Regions from separate parts of the Mus musculus genome. Here all the other regions are linked to region 1. Evidence: chromatin contacts called from public HiChIP or PLAC-seq and promoter capture Hi-C data. All regions are on one chromosome and are shown on one strand. The core of a region is the stretch at or near the end of the contact, and the rest is flanking DNA. Distances in the headings are between cores, read along the strand shown.

The links. HiChIP or PLAC-seq counts read pairs in DNA pulled down with a chosen protein or histone mark. Capture Hi-C pulls out chosen DNA fragments and counts their contacts.
Region 2: a promoter capture Hi-C map of liver shows a contact between it and region 1, with 6 times the contacts expected there. The contact joins the promoter of Pdx1 here to the promoter of 4930573C15Rik in region 1. A contact is called at or near these places in 3 of 39 promoter capture datasets (liver and neural stem cells), 1 of 484 Hi-C or Micro-C datasets (bone marrow-derived macrophages), 7 of 115 datasets of contacts at active chromatin or transcription factors (acute myeloid leukemia, embryonic basal ganglia, embryonic hindbrain and 3 more) and 2 of 9 other capture datasets (adipose tissue and liver).
Region 3: an HNF4G HiChIP or PLAC-seq map of pancreatic cancer cells shows a contact between it and region 1. The contact joins the enhancer-like site here to the promoter of 4930573C15Rik in region 1. A contact is called at or near these places in 2 of 15 datasets of contacts at CTCF or cohesin (embryonic stem cells and large pre-B cells), 75 of 484 Hi-C or Micro-C datasets (the AML12 cell line, B cells, the C10 cell line and 43 more), 5 of 115 datasets of contacts at active chromatin or transcription factors (astrocytes, embryonic basal ganglia, embryonic stem cells and 2 more) and 3 of 9 other capture datasets (embryonic stem cells, embryonic tail and embryonic trunk).

Annotation. Positions count from the first base shown.
Region 1 is chr5:146,702,456-146,705,452 of GRCm38.p6, forward strand. 4930573C15Rik (a long non-coding RNA gene) reads left to right here and starts at 1,382. Exons shown (of 2, transcript XR_868703.2): 1 at 1,382-1,732.
Region 2 is chr5:147,268,605-147,271,601 of GRCm38.p6, forward strand. Pdx1 (pancreatic and duodenal homeobox 1) reads left to right here and starts at 1,493. Exons shown (of 2, transcript NM_008814.4): 1 at 1,493-2,043. The coding sequence starts at 1,635. It overlaps Plut (PDX1 associated lncRNA, upregulator of transcription), which reads right to left and starts at 2,917. Exons shown (of 6, transcript NR_038157.1): 1 at 2,616-2,917.
Region 3 is chr5:147,234,211-147,237,207 of GRCm38.p6, forward strand. All of the region lies in intron 3 of Plut (PDX1 associated lncRNA, upregulator of transcription), which reads right to left. It overlaps Gm38750 (a long non-coding RNA gene), which reads right to left. Exons shown (of 3, transcript XR_868709.1): 3 at 2,668-2,966. Among named protein-coding and RNA genes, the nearest start is that of Gm38750, 2.9 kb to the right of the region's middle. Within about 2 kb of position 1,396, at least 20 of the 459 cell types and tissues checked have an H3K27ac peak or open chromatin away from gene starts, as enhancers often do. A contact at or near this core is called in intestinal villus epithelium and pancreatic cancer cells, where this site is marked.

The sequences.
Region 1 (2,997 bases), core at 132-2,631:
GGGTAAGAGAGTCTCGTGATTACGTGAGCCCACCAACCAGCCGCTTACCACCATCCCTGATGGCTGGATGCCTGTCTGCCTTGATGGCTACTCAGACTCAGCCTGGCACTAGGGGTGCAACAGAGGTTATTTTAAGATATTATTTGGGTAAAGGCAAAGAGAAAAGGTGCTGTTTAAGGGGTTCCCATAAGCCCCAGGAATGGTATGAATGGTTTAAAGTGTCCAACGATCTTGTCAGTACCCTACGTTCAGAGACCTGCTTGGAGACCTGCTTCCCCCCTTTGCAGCTGCCAGACTTTCCCCTTTAACTGTAGAGAGTGGAATTTTTCTCACTCCCTTACAACCAAATGCACTACTAGGTACATAAGTGAGAGACACCATTGAAATAAAATAAGAGACCTCTGCAGGTCAAGGGGAAGACTTTGGGAGTCTCACTGTGTAACCCCCTGATAGTCTGGGACATGCTACGTAGAGCAGGATGCACTCAAACTCAAAGAGATCCTCCTGCCTCTGCCTCTCAAGTGCTGCCGTTAAAGACATTCAGGGTCCTCACCTGCCACACCATGGTTTTCTCGGTTTTCTCGAGGAAGGATCCAGATGCCCTTCGCTAGAGATCAAACTGACACAAACATGAGCTACCCTGCAGATTCCCCTGGAGACGTTTCAGTGTGCTTCCCGGGGCAGTTAGAGGACCTCAGAGATCATCTTGTTTGGATACGATGTAACATCTGTACCTGCAGCCCTTGTGATGTACCTAGGAGACTGATGTGGCTACAAAGTCTATTTGGTTCTCTTTTTTTTGGGGGGGGGGGTGGCGGGCTTCAAGACAGGGTTTCTCTGTGTATCCTTGGCTGTCCTGGAACTCACTCTGTAGACCAGGCTGGCCTTGAGCTCAGAAATCTGAAGAGACATGCCCTGTTCCAGCCCTGAACTGACTGCCTTAAAAATTTTTTTTTCTGGTCAATTCTGTCCCCCAAATCCACTTGTTCTAGGCCAAATGACTGAGAAGCAAGAGAGAAGGAAAAGCAAAGAAGGAAACAGCTGTCAATAGGACCATCTCTCACCTTTGCATCTGAGGGTTTTTTTTTTCATTATACATATGTCTAGGTTAAAAAAAATGATGTATCATCCCACAACTTATTAAAAAGAAGGGGGGAGTTGGTGGTGCTGGTGGTAGAGAAGGAGGAGGGGGAGAAGGAGAAGGGGAGGAGGGGAGGAAAGGGTAGAGGAGGAGGAGGAGAAAGAGGAAAGAGATGTATAGAAAGAGTATCCACAACACACGTGAAGCCAGTCACAGGCGCCACTCAGTCTGCAGCTGGCCCAAGTTTATCTCTGACCATCCCCCCGGCAGTTTGAAACATTACAGTTCACTGATAACCAGAAATGACTAAGCGCTAAGGCTGCTCAAATATCACCCCTGTAGCACCAATAAAAAACCCATAACTCCTGGCCTGGCAGAGAACTGTGGCCAGCACGCTGAGGAAGGGATGGTTATATTACCCAACCACGGGTTACAAATGGCTTTGTAATCAGTATCTTCCATACCCAGCTTAGCCCGAGTGGCCCTCAAGCCAGCACAGCCCCGTGGCAGACCAGAGGCCTTCCACTTCCTGGAAAGTGGATGTCTGAGAATTGATCATTCCTGGAGCTAGCTCTCTCAGAGCTCCGTTCCGTCTCCATTCAACCTGATGCTAACGACAGCAGGGTCTGGCTGGCCCCACTTCTACCATAAGTAAGAGAGTCACAGGGCAATGAGAATTTCTCAAGGAATCTGAAGGCCCCCTTCCCCAAACTAGGAAAGGGGCCACATGGCAGCTGGGACAAAGATTGCTGTAATTTTAAAAATGATTTTTATCATTATTTTTATATTATGTGTATGATGAAGGGGTGGTTTTATGTGTACAATTTTATGTGTACGATGAAGGGATGGTTATTTTACGTGTATGAATGTTTGCCTGTATGTGGCTATGCGCAACACATGCATGCAGTACCCAAGGAGGCCAGAAGAGGGCATCAGATTCCCCCTGGATCTGGAGATTAATATGGTTGTGTGCCAACTGAGAGCCAGAAACCCAACCCAGATCCTCTGTGAAAACAGCCAGTGTTTTTAACCACTGAGCCATCTCTCTGGCCCACATTGTTACTGTTTTAAAGAGTGGTGCCTAGGAGACAAACAAACGTAATTAATTTTTAAATCTAGGGCTAAAATGAGATGTGCAGATAGCCACTCCCATTGACCCAGGCCCAAGGGCTGATTGAGTACCTGGGTGAATCTGTCCTATGGCTTTGTTCCATGCTACCAGCAGACAACCAGTCAGTGATATTACTCAGTGGCTAAAAAGGATGGTCTCTCTCTCTCTCTCTCTCTCTCCCTCCCTCCCCCCTCTCTTTCTTTCTTTCTTTCTTTCTTTCTTTCTTTCTTTCTTTCTAAATTGGTGTCATGTGGATAGTAAGATGCACACATTCTAACAGAATGTTGTGTGTGTACATGTTTGTGCATGCAGCAGCCAGACAATCGTTGGTGAAGAGCGTTCCTGTGTCCTGGTGTCCCCATCCCCTTCCCACACTCAGTCAGTCAATCCCCTCAGCCTTTTGCTCCGACAGAAGTATTATCTGAACGTCTAGCGCTGTAGATTTGTGGTATCTGGTTTTAGAAGTTAAATAAACGTATTCACAGCCAGGGTACCCTTAAGTCTCTGGCTTTTTATCATTCAACATTATGTCTTTGATATCTTTGTGTATTGGCTGTGTATAGTGTTTCATTGATGAGTTGTTGTTGTTGCTATTATTATTATTATTATTATTATTATTATTATTATTATTATATTACTACATAAGGTCTTGCTATGTAGTCCAGGCTGACCCAAAATTCACAATCCGTCTGCCTCCCAAGAATTGCCAGGAGTCTGACTAGTCTCACTGTTTGGCCCCTCTAACCCTTACCGTACCCCACCCTCACATACCCACCCCTCCCCCACCATATAAATGATGCCCCGT
Region 2 (2,997 bases), core at 243-2,742, 570 kb after region 1:
AAAACTCCTAATATTTTTTTTTGCGTTTAATAGTTGATGTTCAGAATAGCTCGTTCCATCTGAATGCATTTAAAACACATTTTCTACTAGGAGAAAAATTATTAAAACTTTGCAAAAGTGTATATCTGAGTGTATAGTTTGGTGGAGAGGGAGTTGGGCTATACAGATTTCTTTCCTCTTGGTTGCTACCGAACACCTTCATTTACAGAGGCCCTCTGCAAGGCGCAAAGAGGTCCAAATTCTCCAAAAATCTTCCAGTGTCCTTGGAGGACCAGGTCAGAGGCAGAGCAAGCAACTTATGAGTCAGCAGCCTGGGTCATATCAACTCCAGACAAGAAACACGGTGATCACTGGCAGTTAGTCTATCCTTGCCAGCGCTGTGCACACCCACATTAAAGTAACTGACTTAAAGGCTGCGCCCCCCTCACCCCCAGTATCCAGAGTATCTGACAGATGGAGGCCAGGCACAGACATCCTCAATATGCAGCATTTTAATCGCGATTTCTGCGCACCCCACAGCCTTGCCCAGCTGCCTGCCCTGTTTCAACAACATGAAAAATGGGTTTTCTGTGCGGGGGGGGGGGGACGGGACGACTAGAGACTAGAAATTCCACTAAAGACGCCAGGATGGTCACAGATCTGAAAACCCGGTGCCAACCCCTTGCCCAACTGCTCAACCACAAAGGCAACACTTCTCTGTGCCTTCCGCACATTTGGGAGTGTGTTCTGAGTTAATCAAATAAGTTCCAATCCCCAAAATTAAATCTAATAACTTCAACTTAAGAAAAAACATAAGCCACTGTGATTCCCCCCCCCCCAGACCTAACAGTCAGAAGGCTAGAAGTATAGGGAACGCAGATACAGATAAAAATAAAACGAAATAAAGGGATAGTTTGAGCAATAAAACAAAAAACGACAGCTTCAGGCTTACAGCGCTGAGTTCTGCAAGCATTTCTCAAAAACTGTATTTTTCAACAGTTGCACCCTAACGTTTTGCAAGTCATATTATTGAGCTGATATTTACATACATTATACAAAAATACAAGAAAATTAAAAGTTAGACGCTGTGCCTTACACCTGCAACCCCAGAACTGGGGAGGAAAAGGAGTTTGAAGCCAGCCTGGACTACATCTTGAGTTGCAGGCCAGCCAGGCTACAAAATTAGACCTCCACCCCCTGTCTTAAAACAAAACCAAAAACAAACAAAAAACATAGCGAGGGGGAAGAGGAGATGTAGACTTTTTTTTTAAGCTCATTGGGAGCGGTTTTGTAAAGAGTAAAGGTTCTGGTATTTTTGTGCGCCCCGTTTTGGAGAGCTCCACAGCAGCAAGCAGGGATCAGGCGACTGAGAGAGAAAATTGAAACAAGTGCAGGTGTTCGCGGGCACCTAAGCCTCCTTCTTAAGGCAGTCCTCCAGGCCAATGATGGCTCCAGGGTAAACCACGTGGGGTGCCCCAGAGCCTATGGCACGGCGGCCGGCTTGTCCCCAGCCAGCCTCTGGTTCCCCAGGAGAGCAGTGGAGAACTGTCAAAGCGATCTGGGGTGGCGTAGAGAGTCCGCGAGCCACCCAGCGCCTAAGGCCTGGCTTGTAGCTCCGACCCGGGGCTGCTGGCCCCCAAGTGCCGGCTGCCACCATGAACAGTGAGGAGCAGTACTACGCGGCCACACAGCTCTACAAGGACCCGTGCGCATTCCAGAGGGGCCCGGTGCCAGAGTTCAGCGCTAACCCCCCTGCGTGCCTGTACATGGGCCGCCAGCCCCCACCTCCGCCGCCACCCCAGTTTACAAGCTCGCTGGGATCACTGGAGCAGGGAAGTCCTCCGGACATCTCCCCATACGAAGTGCCCCCGCTCGCCTCCGACGACCCGGCTGGCGCTCACCTCCACCACCACCTTCCAGCTCAGCTCGGGCTCGCCCATCCACCTCCCGGACCTTTCCCGAATGGAACCGAGCCTGGGGGCCTGGAAGAGCCCAACCGCGTCCAGCTCCCTTTCCCGTGGATGAAATCCACCAAAGCTCACGCGTGGAAAGGCCAGTGGGCAGGTAAGCCTGGCTCTTTCTCCCTTTCTCTTTCCCTAGTCTGGACTTGGCTGCTACTGCCTTCAAGAACTCCCCCGGGCCTTTTCTCACAAGTTCCTCTGAAACCCGCAAGGATAATGCAGGCTTAGAATAAAGTCTATGCAAGCCAGTAAGTCCACTCATGTTGGCAGCTTGTTCTCCATTCAACACTCTTCCCTCCTTGCGCTTGTCCTGAGCCTTTCTTACCCTGGGAGCCAACTCCCACGCTGGAGAAAGAAGAGGCCTAGCCAGGCTCAGAACTCCCGAACTCTCTGGATCTTTCTGCAGAGAGGAACCTGGACTCCCGGACCCCAAGGGCCCCAAGCAAGTTATGCAAGATGTCTCTGATGATGGAGTCCCTTGGAAACCCTAGGCCCCTTCACTTCCCGGCTCTATCCTAGTGGCCTTATTAGAGAAACGGGGCCTCCTAGGGGCAGTAGGAGTAGGAGAAACACAGGAAGAAGGGAAAGGAAAATTGCGTCCATCCAGGTAGGCCCTGGAGTAGGATGAGGGGTGGGGGTGAACAGGGAGAGGCTGTACCAACGCGAGGTGCTCACCGGGAGGGTTGAAAGGCAGGTGGTTCACTCTCTCGGAGTCTGGCAGTTGGCAGAGGTCTCTGGGGTGCCAATTCTTTTTGAACCAACCCAACGTGTTTGAAGGGTCCTCTCTGGAGCCGCGTCCCAGGAAGCAAATATGCAGAAGAAGGGGCCTCCTCCCTGCTGTCCGGCTCAAAGAAGCAAGACACCCTGGCTTTCCTTAGCCCTAGGCGCCTGCTTTGTGATAAAGTCCTTCCTTCCAGCAGAGGCGAAGCGGAGCAAGCCCTAGGTCCCTTCCCGCCGGATGCTGGCAGCCAATTCGTGTGGGGGCCTGTGCCCGCCGCTCCACAATGTTATCTCTTCCGGTCTACAGCCACTTCTGGTCACACCTGGACTGCAAATA
Region 3 (2,997 bases), core at 146-2,645, 530 kb after region 1:
GACTGACTGGAGGGCTCTGACAGGCCTGGTGTCAACAGTTGCGTGCTGCTGTGGTTAGCCATCTTCACGTTTCCTTGTGTGAATGTTGAACCTAAGCTGCAGGAAGCAGAACCGTGGCCTTCTCAGGAAATGTTTACATGTGTTCTTCAGGAAGGATTTTCCTTTCCACTCAGTGTTGGGAAAACAGGGCAAACAGCTGTGCTTTCTAAGGCCCACATTCCACCATCAGCCTTTCAGATCAGAATAAAGGACTTTTCTTATTGCCACCAGTTTGCCATAACTCAAGACATGTACCCCGTGTGAGGTCTGGAAGAGTCTTTGCTGGATGCGATCACAGGGGTCAGATAAAATGATATGCCCCTCCCACAAGGCCAACGCTAATGTTGACAGGAGGAAGGAAATGGCCCAAAAGTAAATGGAAGAGAAGGAGGAGGGTGAAAGGGGAGAGGGAGGAGGGTGGAATGGATGAGGCATTACTTACAGGGGTGTGGCCAACTTACCAGTGACCACAAGGCTAAAGAAAAATGTCTCTCTGTCCCTCAGAAAACATTAGCTTCTTTCAACCCTGATCAGAATCATGGGGATGGAGACATGACTCAGTGGCGAGGAGCCCTGGCTGCTCTTCCAAAGAGCCCAGGTTCAATTCCCAACCCAGGCATGGTGGTTCACACTCCTATAACTCCAATTCCAGGAGATGTGACGCCCGCTCCTGGCCTCCTTGGGCACTTGTCATGCAGGTGTTTCACAGATATCCATGCAGGCCAAACACCCGTATATACAAAGTAAGTAAATGAATACAATATAAAAAAATAATTTTTAATTGTTGGGACACACTGACATCTCAACAGGGCATATAACCCCTTTAAGTGGAGACCCTGATTGACTGAGGGAGTAGTAGGAAGGAAGAGAATAGCCTTTCTGGTGGTGGTCGGGTCCCTCACCTTTCTGATGGCAGTCGGTACCTCCGCAGCTCCTCCACCCCATATTCATTGACTCTTAAGTGCCAAGTGTGGTCATGCACCGCAGTCACCCACGGACACGGCTAAACTAGACTTCCGATCTCCACCCTAGCACACACCTACCAAACCAAAATTTTTGAAGAGGAGCTAGTTTAAGAGGCGAGGGGGTGTGGCTCAGCATCAGGGGGCTCCCAGATTCTATGCCTCACACCCAAAAGTGAAATCAGAGCTTTTACGTACCTGCTTGGGGGATCCGGTGCGGCACCAGGTCGGGCACCAAACTGTGAAAGTCCTCTGCAGACCCTGTCTCCTTCTCTAGCTGTCCTTGGGTCACAAGGGCAGCAGCTTGGTTAGTCACTCCATGACCTGCCTTGCCACTGCCTAACCTGTACTTCAGGGTGCCTCATAAGAAGTATAAGGAACGGCTGACTCACCCCAAGAACTTTGAAACCTGCAGATATAAGGTGGTGCCAACTCCTCACTGTACTTACCGGCACACCACAGAGAGCGCTCTTTGAGGACGTCTCAGCCACAGCTTCGCTGCCCACATGTCTGTCTTCCGTGACCTAAGTGACTGACCCCATAGCTCCTTGCTATATGAGAATCACAGAGCAAAGCATTTCCTCCGTAGCCTTTCTTCCTGGGATCTGCCCAGAACCTAGTGTTGAGTTTAATGCCGTGGACCTTAAACACTCCTCAGAGAACTAGCAGCAGTCAGCACACCACGCCTTTGCCAGGCGGCCAAAAGTCTCGGCGGGGCCAGTGGCTTTTATCCTGCAGATACCGAATTTCACATCTATCAATATTATCAGCTGGAGTGTTGTCGTTTTTATAAATGAGAACTGACTGCCCATAAATCATTCTCTGAGCAGGCCATTGTCAGGAGAAAGTGGCCATTCAGTTTACAAGCTAGCCAGACAGGTGTGCTAGTCACAAAGTCAGCAGATCTGGCAGGGAGAGAGAGCTCTCTTGTTCCTTCACTCCTGCAGAACACACACGGCTGGGACAGAGGCCATCGCCAGCAATCCCTGGCCTCTGCCTGTGATTTCCTCAATGTTCAGAGCCACAGCACGGAAGCCGCTCATGGCTGCAGCAGTGGTTCTCAACCTTCCTAATGTGGTGACCCTATTTAATAGGGTTCCTCATGTTGTGGGAACATTCTTTTTATTGCTACTTCATAACTGCAACTTTGCTATTGTTAGGACCTGTAATGTAAATTCCTGTGGTGCCTTCCAAAGGTCTGGCGGGGTGGGGGGGTGGGGGGGTCATGACCCACAGGTTGAGAACCTCTGGTTTAGAGGCTGAGGACATGCAGGGTGGAATCTTCCCTCAGCCCTCCTACCTCACTCCCTCTAACCCCATAACTGACATATCACTGGGATCTAGTTCAGATTTTCAAGTTGAGATGAAGTTTCATGACTGAAAAGACAATATAGATCCAGGTGTTGAGTACTTAGAATGGGTAAACTACTAGGATGTCTGTGAAATCCCTAGTTTGTCTCTCTCTCTCTCTCTCTCTCTCTCTCTCCCTCCCTTCCTTCCTTCCTTCTTTCTTTCTTTACTTTCTTTTCTTTCTTTCTCTCTCTCTCCCTTCCTTGCTTCCTTTCTCTTTTTGAGACAGAGTTTCTTCACGTAGCTCTGGCTGTCCTGGAACTTGCTCTGTAGACCAGGCTGGCCTTGAACTCAAAGATTCAGCTGCCTCTGCTTCCCGGGTGCTGGGACTAAAGGTGTGCGTCACCACTGCCCAGCTTTTCAGTCTCAGTTTCCTGATTCAGAAGGTCTGGCTGGCGCCTTAGACCGTATTTTGTAGAAGCTCGCGGGAGATGTTTGTGCTGATCCGAGGACCACATGTTGAGAAGCCCTGCTTTGTCTGTGATACTCACCAGAATTGCAATGTCACAGTTCAGACTTATCCCTGAGCAGACCTGACCTTCCCACTCCAACACTTCCACGTCTTCTCCTGGATCCAGGCTCTCTGGGGTCTGTCCTCCATACCCAGGTCTCTGCCTGGAGAAACCTGACAGTCATTTTCGTCCAT